Regions from separate parts of the Macaca mulatta genome. Here region 2 is linked to region 1. The links are chromatin contacts, called in public Hi-C maps. All regions are on one chromosome and are shown on one strand. Each heading gives the region's core, a stretch centred on a gene start, on an enhancer-like site or on the middle of the called end of the contact. The rest is flanking DNA. Distances are from core to core; before and after follow the strand shown.

Region 1 (5,282 bases), core at 1,124-3,623:
AAAAATAATTCCATTACACAGCTGTCAAAAATATATTTACTAACCCTGGAAATAATGTCTACGCTCTTTTTTCCTTTCTTAAGGAAAACATATATACATATTCAGATAACATACATATTTCTTTGGGTGCCTATGAAAATAAAACACTGGTTGAAAATGTGTAATAGTATAATACTTCCCTGTAGGATCAACACGTACATGAAAAACAGCCCACAAATATCTTTGAGCACATAGAGAAGTTAACGAGAGCAATTTTTTATAGATTTGACTTCTACCGTCTTAAACATAAAAATCTAAATCAATAAAATACAAACGATAAGGTTATCAGAGCAGTAAGGTAGACTTATTCTCTAGTAACAACTATTCATTAATAACACACCGATTTCCCATACATATAAAAGTTCCAAACTACCTCTTCTAATCAGATTTTATTAAAGAGAAATAAGCCTAAGTACGCATTACTTTGAGCACAACTGAAAAATTCAGTTTGATAAACTACATTAGCGTACTTAGAATGCACGTATGCTACAATATCTGTAATTGGATAAAAACTGAGTTTTAATTTTACTAATCCAGCTACCAATATACTTTCACTATTCAATTCCCATCTCAAAAGCATACTTTCCTACTTAGTACAAACCCAATATTATAAACACAAAAGACAAAGATTTGCCCACTAAGTCGTTATCTAATTGTTATTAAGACTTGATACTTGCATTTCAAAACCTGTAAGAATACCTTAAAATGATCCCTAAAATATTAAGCAACCTAATAATTCACACAATAAATCATCTCATCAAGCTTTAGTTATTACAGGCATTTAAATTACTTACTACAGCAAGAGTCCTCACCAATCAGAACCGTTTGAAATTTTCCCTTCTGAAATCTGCTATTACTTAACGAGTTTCAAATTTTGAGCCACTTATTTCTAGATATAGAGGTTAATAAGAAACATTTCTGCATCAAATGCACATAACTTCACAGTAAAGTCTTTTTTCCTATCTTAAGAAACCAGATTCTCATTCTCTCTTTTATTTTACCAAATTATCAAAGAAGACACAATGTGGCTTGGATTTCAGTACTGAAGACAAGTGACGATACATGGTTGACAGAATGAAAAATTAAAGTTTCACAATTTTAACAGGTAGAATTACTAGGTTGTGATAATGGGCTGAGCGCATAACATTATCATTCCTTTCAAGATCTAATTCTTAAACCACCTGAATTTTTCTGGCCAATGAAGCAAATTAGGGGCTTAAAACATCGTGTCTCAAAGTTCACCGTATGCTATTTCTCAAAGAAAACAAGTTACCTAGGAAAGAAGGAAGAACTTACATTTGGAGCATGACCTGGTTCAGGAACACCCCATCCACCAAAGCCACATATTCATCAAGGTTGGTCCCATTTCCTGCAGTCAGAGGTCCAAACGTTTTAACCTAGAACAGAAGGATCACCACGACATGAACGCCCACCTCCATCTCTGCAGCCACAAATAACGCAGCAAAATATACAATAAAGGACACCCCACTTACCCAAGTGACCAAGGGGCTGGTCATGAACTGCTCCAGAAGGGGAGTAAAAATTTCGTTCTCCATTTTACAGAGTATGTATTTGAAAAAAGGAACTACCACAAAAATACGCCTAGGGAATTGGTCACTAAACGTGGAAGTAAGTATAAATCAATGAAAGTCCATTTCGGCAAGGGAGGAAAATCCCATCGTGGAGGAGGGGGGCACTCTCCCTCCTCAAAAAACACCCCAGAGGGAAACAAGCCGAAATCCCAAGAAGTGGCTTCGACGACGGACACCACGAGCAGCAGCCTGCGCTGGAAATGTCTGTACCGGGCGAGGAGGGGCAGAGAAAAGGCATCTGGAGGAGGAGGAAGGGAAAGGGGGCTGGAGCCCAAGACAAAAAGCCCGTCAAGGTTGTCCAGCTCCTGGAGGAGCCAGACCAGCGAAACTGCTCCCAATGAATTAATCCCAACGTGGGCTAAATGAAATACGTTAGACAGAGACCACGTTAAGGATTCCGAGGGGCCGCCAGACTCGACCTCGGCGTTCCGACCTCTACACGTTCCACCCACCGATGGGCATGGAGCCGCTTTCGACCCGCGGAGCCTCCACTGCCCGCAGCCCCTCAGCACCAACAGGCAGGGCTCACCCCTTCCCCCCGAACAGACACCATCCCTCCGCCGCCCTCAAGCCTTGCCTCCAGCCCCCTTCCCCTCCCGGGGGTGGGGGCTTGAATGCGTGTCCCTAACCCCCCAGCTTCCTAAGCCCTGCCAGCCTTTTCAGCGCTTCTCTGGGAATCCCTGGCACAAAATCACCGCCGCGCTCCAGCCTCCTCCGCCCTCTATGGAGAAGCCGGAGTAACGGCCTCAGAACCGCAGTGCCGCATCACACCCCACCCCTCGCCGCCCGCCAGAGCCGCCCGCCAATGTCGGGGACGGCCGTCAAAGGGAGCGCGTAGCTTCCTCCGCGCCGATATCCTTCCGCCGACTCCCCGCCCCTCCCGCGCAGCTGCCTCTGGATTGTGGGAGAAGAAAACCGCTGCATGAGCGCGCTCCCGAGCGAGCGCGCCCCCGGGCTAGCCCCGCCGCCGCCCAGATCCTGGCGGCGGGCGCGGGCGTGGACGCGCGTTCGCTGCAGCTGCTGGGGAGACACCCCGCTCCTCGCTTGCGCCCAGGCTTGGGGGGCGGGGACAGGGAAGGCAGAGCAAGGGGTCTGTCTGCTCCCTCGCTCGCTCATGCGTAATTATGGTTTATTTCCTCCCCGAGTGCCTTCTTTGATATGTGAAGGAAAGGGAAAGAAATCCTTCTCTTTTAAACGTGAGGGTTGCAGACAACCTTTTTCGGACAGTTTGATGTGTTCTGTAAAGCATGCCTTCCCCCCAGCAAAATGGAATAGGAAAACTCACTGCAGCAAATGGCAGAGGGACTTGAGCCGCAACTTGGTGGGTTTTTTCTGCTTCTTTTTTTTTTCTTCCAAATCCAGTCCACTAACGCATGAATATTCTTCAGAGTTGCAAGTGACATACAGTAAGATTTTTTAAAAACCAGAGCTGTCTGTCAGCACGTTGGTATTCCCTGACTGGAGCAAACGTGACTCAGACATTGTTTTTTGGTTTTGTTTTGTTTTTTGCTATTTGGCCATTGAGGGGTCGGGGTGGGGGGGAATCCCAAGCAAAATCAAGAACTACAAAGAAGAAACATTTGGAAGTCATCCAAGTTGGGTGACAAACAGATTACATATTTGTCATAAATCTCCATGCCATGCACGACTGGAACCTCGACATAATTTTAAGTTCCCTGGCAAAATCAAATGTTACTCCTCATTTAAAAGGAAAATAAAGACTTTTTTCCTGGGGTAAAATGGGCATGTAGAATGCAATCTTTTTTGAGAAAAGATAATATAGTTTTATAATGTGTGCTATGTTTACATTACATAAATATTTACATAGAGTATATATTTTAAATTAGCAGTAAAAATGTCTCTGTCATCACACAATTAAGAAACAGCACAATTTCTTAATTGGGTAGTTGGGAACCTGGACTCTGAAGTCTTCCTGCCTAGTTCCAATATGCACCAGCTGTGTGAGCCTAGGCACGTTATTGAGGCTCTCTGTGCTTTGGTTCCTTCACGTGTAAAGCAGGGCTAATAATAGGGGTAAGTGAAATGGCAGCTTATAGTAAGTGTTCTATAAATGTCATTAATGTTGTTTTTAACATTATTCCTTCAAAATAAAGAACCTTTATGAAAAAACTTGAAATGTAACCTTTCTACTTCAGTTACAGGAGAAAGGATCTTGCTTTGAGGAGTAGGGAACTGAATGCCCTTTGAAAATCATCTTAATTAAAATTAGGATGCATTCATGTGGCACTTTGCTAGGTAGTGTACAAGTAGAACCTTGAATTTCCCTAGTCAGTACACAAGCCTTCAGACATCCTTATTGCTAGCAATCTTTTCCATCTGCTCTTGATGACTTTTAAAAAAGTCTTTTAGATATGGGAGTCTCACTATGTTGCCCAGGCTAGCCTCAAACTCCTGGCCTCAAGTGACCCTCTCACCTCAGCCTCCCTAGCAGTTGGGACTAGACGTGTGAGCCACCACGCCTGGCTTGGTGACTCCTTTTTTTATTTGTTTTGTTTTTTGAGACGGAGTCTCACTCTATTACCCAGGCTGGAGTGCAGTGGCACGATCTCAGCTCACTGCAACCTCTGCCTCCAGGGTCCAAGTGATTCTCCTGCCTCAGCCTCCCGAGTAACTGGGATTACAGGTGCCCGCCACCACCCCCTAGCTAATTTTTGTATTTTTAGTAGGGACGGGGTTTCACCATGTTGGCCAGGCTGGTCTTGAACTCCTGACTTCAAGTGATCTGCCTGCCTCGACCTCCCTAAGTGCTGGGATTACAGGTGAGAGCCACTGCTCTTGGCCTGATGACTGTTTCTTAATAGTGGTCCTTTATTTGGCAAATGAAATGCAGACAGAAGGAGAGTAGGCACCAAGAAGACAGCATTGCTTTCAGGAGCAGCCCAGTGCTTGACATATCCACTTTTCTTTGTAATCCCCCAGATGCTTGACAAAACAATATGGAAGTAATTATGCCTATACTGGGTTTATCCTAGGACAAATCAATCTGCTTCATTCATAGACAAAAAAACAAAAAGTATTAATACCAAATACAGCAGGTTAGGGGCATTTCGAAGTGGTGACTGAAGAGTTAGCACAGGAGTCATACATTAAGGTAGTATTGTTTATGCAATTTAGTACCCATCCCTCACAGAAATCTGGATTCTCCTGTAGAGCCAGATGGCCCCAGATGCTTTCTGGTCTATCTTTAGGTTTTACGCGCGCGCGCACACACACACACACACACACACACACACTCAACAAAGAAACATGAGGAGTTAATTGTAAAAACAGGAAACTTTAGACCAGACTGAGGTCTGGAGGAACTTATTTGAAAACCTACCAATTCACAATTCCCTAGTTTAACAGCAGCCTTAAAAATGCTTTATAATATCTCAAGAGTACAACCAGTAATTTCTCTGTCTGGTTAAAGAGGGATTGTATATTATACCCAGTTTAATGGTCTTTGAATTGCAACATCCTATAAAATTAAATTCAAAAGTTTCCTATCCACATTTCACTGAGGAAGAAATTTCTCAAGATTTCTTCAAAGTACTTTTGTTTTGTACTTTGTAGTCGTTTATGTGTCCTGAATGCATTCTTTCTTGGAATGTTAAATCCAGCACGAAAGGGGTTTGGAAAAATCATACCCAT
Region 2 (5,654 bases), core at 292-2,791, 140 kb before region 1:
TGGCTCTGGGCACTTTGGGAGGCCGAGGTGGGCGGATCACTTGAGGTAAGGAGTTCAAGACCAGCCTGGCCAACATGGTGAAACCCCATCTCTACTAAAAATAGAAAAATTAGCCAGGCATGGTGGTGTGCGCCTGTAATCCCAGATACTTGGGAAGCTGAGGCAGGAGAATCGCTTGAATCTGGGAGGCAGAGGTTGCAGTGAGTGGAGATCATGCCACTGTACTCCAGCCTGGGTGACAGAGAGCAACCCTGTCTCAAAACAAAAACAAAACATAATAGCTAATATGATCCAGCTACACAATATATATTAAAGAAAGACACTGTGGTAACAGAGGAAAATGCTTATAAGTAATAAAAAGGCAGGACACAAAATTTAATATGTAGGAAGTTTCAACTATCTGAAAAAATCATTATGTATAGCCAAAATAGCAAGAATAAAGGAAACAAGACTGGAAAGATTGCCACCAAAATGGCAATAACATTGCATGAACACCATGAAAGTCTGAATGATCTTTCCCCACTTTCCTGTTTTCTAAATCCTCTGTAATGTGATATGTCGCTTTTGTTGTTGATCTGAATTTAGTAGACCATGGGAAGTGTGGCCTGTTGATTCTATAATCAGAGATCACAGAATTAGATGGAGTTTTTGAAGGGAAACCATGATTTAATAATTAAAGAGGTAGGTTAAACTGAGACATTTTAATATTGTGCTATCCAAGGCCAATTTTGGGTGAAACTGTGAGGTTGACTTTGAATTCCTCCTCTTTTGTAGCTTCCTCCAGGGCTGCGGGTAAGGACTAAGACATTTTACTGTGTCTTAAGAGGGTTCCTTCTCCCCCCGTTCAGTTTGCACCCCAGAAATGACCCATTCACACTAAGGTTAAATGTCCCTAGGTATATCTACCTGTTATCTGGGATTTGAGCCTTAATCTAAATTCATAAATGAACTCCTAAGGTGGAATTCCAGGACTCACACATGTGGGGAGTGTGTCCCAGGATAGCTGTGTTTGAAATGCTTGTTCCCCGCTGCCATAAAGAAACAGCACTTGAACATTAATTTATTTAGTAAGGCTATTTTTACTTCTGCAGAAAGGGTACACTCACCAGCAGTTTTGCCAGAAGAGTACACCCAGCAAAGGTGACAGCGTCATTTATAACCTGACACATCCACTCTACTGGTGTGTCCAGTTTCCATTGGCTGGAAAGGGAGGTCACATTCTGTATTTGCCCCAATTGGCTAGCAACTTAGAACTTTTTAAAAGAGGCAAAGGTAGAGGAGAACAAAGGAAGGAGGAAGTAACTTATGGAATGCTGAGAAAGATAAGAACACTTTTAAATAGGGAAGAGGAATACGCTATGACCTAATGCTTGCTTGGACCAATATAAGCATGCCAGGGCAAATATTTAGGCTAAATTGTGGAAGTTAAGAACTTAAAGCACATTGATTTCTTTATTACGGCTAGCAGATATTTAAAAATGTTAGCACGGGTCTTTGAATAAATTTTGCATCTAAGATATGTTACTATTTATTCCTAAGGAAAGTCTTTGAAGAGGAACTGCTACTTTACTTTTTATAGCTGAAAACACCAAGATAGCTTAAAACTACCTGGAGGTAGTCAAACTACCTTGGAAAAAGGTGAGTCATAGTGGCACAGTCAATTATTCTTAGATCAATAATAAGAACTGTCAGAAAGGGTAAAATGTAAAATTATAATTTACAATAAAAGTTGAAAAGCCTTAGAACAATGTGGATCTGGGCCCCCTCCACACTCCCTAATCTGGGAGTTACTATGTGGGTGTGATTGACTAATGATTATTTATTTATTTTTAGAGACAGGGTCTCATGTTGCCTAGGCGGGTCTCAAACTATGGGCTCTGAGCGATCCACCTGCCTCAGCCTCCCAAAGTGTTGCTATTACAGACGTCAGCCACCGTGCACTGCCTACCTGCGGTTTAAACAATAAAAGCGGCCGGAAGCGGTGGTTCAGGCCTGTAACCCCAACACTTTGGGAGGTTGGAGGATCGCTTGAGCCCAGGAGTTCGTGACCAACCTGGACAACAAGGCGAGACCCTGTCCCTACAAAAAGTACAAAAATTAGACGGGCGTAGTTGCTGGCGCCAGTAATCCCAGCTACTTGGGAGGCTGAGGCGGGAGAATCACTTGAGCCCGGCAGGCGGAGGTTGCAGTGAGTCGCGATCGCGCCACTGCACTCCAGCCTGGGTGACAAAGCGAGGCTACGTCCCGAAAAACAAAAAAAACCCCAAAACTCCCAAACCCTCAACAGAAGATACGGCGATCTGGGAAACGTGAAGTGGGATCAGGGAGGGCTGTGAGATCGCAGGCCCCGCCGCAGCAAGGCGCCTGATGAGAGCTCCCGCAGGCCTTAGCAAGCCGGTGCCCTCAGCGGACGATGTTCAGGGACCAGTGGGCGAGGCGCTCGGACAGGGCGGACCCGCCTCCAGCAGGCACCAGCACCACGCTGCCGGCATCGGCCGAGATCCCTCCTGGCAGTTCCGCCTCAGGCTCCGGTCTGCGCAGCCGCGGGAAGCAGTGCCCAGTTTTTCCGCCCATCGCCACGACAGCGACTGCATGGCGGGCGCAGAGTTGCGGGCGGCGCTGGAGCAGCGGCTCGGTGCCCTGGCCATCCACACCGAAGTCGTGGAGCACCCTGAGGTGAGACCCCTAAAAGTGACCGCCGAGACAGGCCCAGCGGGGTGGGCTGTGCTGCACGTCCGTCGGGCTAAGATCAGGTGTCTCAAGGTCAATGTACCGTGAGAACGTCGCTCCTGGAATATTTCCCCGGTCTCAAAATACGAAGGTAACCCTGCAGGGACAGCAGAGGACTTACGTCTTGGGACCATGAGGTTACTGCAAGGAAATCTTTCCTCTTGGGAGTGATTTGCTTACATTCCGTGTTAAGAACTAGCACAACATACGGAGGACTGTGCATCTTAAATCGGTCTGGGGTGTTGGGTCAGTCTGTCCACTTTTTGTGTAGATAAAATAAGCAAGTGGTTAACACTGTGTTCAGTAGGTACGACGTATCGGGCACCATACATAGAGCAGGACACTGAGGTTCAGAGTGATATTTTTCTACCGTGGTCAGGGTTGATCACAAAGCATGCAGCATGGCAGAAACCACAACCCCTAAAAGTGCTTACCAAAACTGACAGGCCTGTATTTTCATAAATTGTAACATTTGTTGTGTTTTGATAGGAAATCTTCCTTGCATTTATTTATTTATTTGTGACGGAATCTCTCTCTGTGGCCCAGGCTGGAGTGCAGTGGCACGATCTCGGCTCACTGCAACCTCTGCTTCCTGGGTTCAAGTGTTTCTTCTGCCTTAGCCTCCGAATAGCTGGGACTACAAGCGTGCTGGCTAATTTTTGCATTTTTAGTAGATACGGGGTTTCACCATGTTGGCCTGGCTGGTCTCGAACTCCTGACCTCAGGTGATTCTCCCACCTGGGCTTCCCAAAGAGCTAGGATTACAGGCGTGAGCCACCGCACCTGCCCGGCCACTTGCAGATATTTCACAGAACGAATGTGTAACTTGAGTGGTGCAAGGACATGAAGTTTACCCAAGGCTTAAGTTAATAATGGCTAAATATGGTGATCTTCAACGAGTAGAGAAATATAACGTTGGTATTCCTCACCTTCACAAATACAACATCAAAACCATAATCATTTTCTCTGACTTTCCTCCCTCCCATATAGTCCTATATTCTCCCCCTTCTTTATGTGTGCGTATGCCAGCTTTTCTGATGTTGTTAGTCTGGGTTCTTATTGCCTCCCCACTCACCTTCTTTGTGGTTACATATTTGTAGAATGGAGGTTGTCACATGGTCTGGACATAAGGGAATGCTAAGGAATAGGAGTCTAGAACTGCTGTAAACTTTCCGTACTGAAAGCTTAAATTCAGAAATAACAAAAAGCTGCTGAGGAGGACTTGGCCAGTACACTGGAATAGAAAATTGACCAAAGAAACTGCCTGAGGTCCTGAGATGAGGAAATGAGATGGCATGGGCTTATAAGTAATTATTTGGTAATGGGGTGAAGATGGGTCTTTAACAGTCAAATTCAGGGCGATGAGCACTCCCTAACCTTGCTGTTTTCACCCAGCAAGCAAAATAGGTATAAATGTGTGCATATATAAACATGCATATTACTTTATTTTAAAACTTATTATGTGATATTTTATAGGTGTTTACAGTTGAAGAAATGATGCCTCATATCCAACATTTGAAAGGAGCACATAGTAAGAACCTATTTCTTAAAGACAAAAAGAAAAAGAATTATTGGCTGGTGACAGTTCTTCATGATAGACAAATTAATTTAAATGAGCTTGCCAAACAGTTAGGTGTTGGGAGTGGAAATCTGCGATTTGCTGATGAAACAGCCATGCTAGAAAAACTAAAAGTTGGTCAAGGCTGTGCCACACCCTTGGCACTTTTCTGTGATGATGGAGATGTGAAGTTTGTTCTGGATTCTGCTATTCTCGAAGGTGGACATGAAAAGGTGTACTTTCATCCAATGACCAATGCTGCAACCATGGGATTGAGCCCTGAAGACTTTCTCACATTTGTGAAGACGACAGGACATGATCCCATAATACTAAATTTTGATAAAAACAACTAAATGGGCCAATGTTTAGAATAAATTTCTTTCTGAAAGCTGTTTTTCTTATTTGTAATTTATAAAAAGCATTGAAAGCGTAAGAATATTTGGTATACTTAGTTTGGTGACTATCTAAACCACTTCAGGAGGAATATAGTATTTCATCTTAAAAGAGCTTTTTTTTTTTTTTTTTTTTTTTTTTTTTTTTTTTTTTTTTTTTGTGAGACGAAGTTTCGCTCTTGTCGCCCAGGCTGGAGTGCAGTGGTGTGGTGTGATCTTGGCTCCCTGCAACCTCTGCCTCCCGGGTTCAAGCGATTCTGCTGCCCCAGCCTCCGAAGTAGCTGGGGTTACAGGCGCACACCACCACTCCCAGCTAATTTTGTAATTTTAGTAGAAATGGGGTTTCACCATGTTGGCCAGGCTGGTTTCAAACTCCTAACTTCAGATGATCCACCCGCCTCGGCCTCCCAAAGTGCTGGGATTACAGGCGTGAGCCACTGTGACTGGCCCTATAAAAGAGCTCTTTTTAAAAAGATGTATGGAGGTACTTTTAGTCAGCTCCGAGATACGGTTTTCCATCTCCCATGATAACTACTTATTACAGGAATGCCTCCAACAATTAAAAACACTTCTAAGATTAACTAGCTTACATCTTTAGGGTGCTTATTGTACTTGAAAAAAACAAGTTGTAAAACAGTATGTATAAAAGTATGATAGTGTGCATAATACAGGGAAAAAATCAAAAGGAATATAGGAATTATTGTTGAGGCCAGGTGTGGTGGCTCCCACCTGTAATCTCTGCTTTCGGAGGCTGAGGCAGTAGGATCAGTTGAGGCCAAGAGTTCCAGACCAGGCTGGGCAACAAAGTGAGAGAACCCCCTCTCTACAAAAAATTGAAAAATAAAACAAGTGTGGTGGTTCACACATGTAGTCTTAGCATATTGGGAGGCTGGATCACTTGAGCCCACCAAGTCAAGGCTATAGTGAGCTATGATCACAGCACTGCACTGCACCCTGGGTGACAGAGTGAGACT

What was found. A called contact is a pair of places that touch in the nucleus more often than the background predicts.
Region 2: a Hi-C map of liver shows a contact between it and region 1, with 2.9 times the contacts expected there. The contact joins the promoter of LOC718926 here to the promoter of CCDC88A in region 1. A contact is called at or near these places in 2 of 14 Hi-C or Micro-C datasets (fetal cortex germinal zone and liver).

The regions. Positions count from the first base shown.
Region 1 is chr13:69,200,166-69,205,447 of T2T-MMU8v2.0, reverse strand. It overlaps CCDC88A (coiled-coil domain containing 88A), which reads right to left and starts at 2,373. Exons shown (of 33, transcript XM_077959562.1): 1 at 1,533-2,373; 2 at 1,336-1,436. The coding sequence starts at 1,595.
Region 2 is chr13:69,335,835-69,341,488 of T2T-MMU8v2.0, reverse strand. It overlaps LOC718926 (putative prolyl-tRNA synthetase associated domain-containing protein 1), which reads left to right and starts at 1,541. Exons shown (of 3, transcript XM_028831671.2): 1 at 1,541-1,638; 2 at 2,288-2,676; 3 at 4,207-4,676. The coding sequence starts at 2,368. The coding sequence ends at 4,641.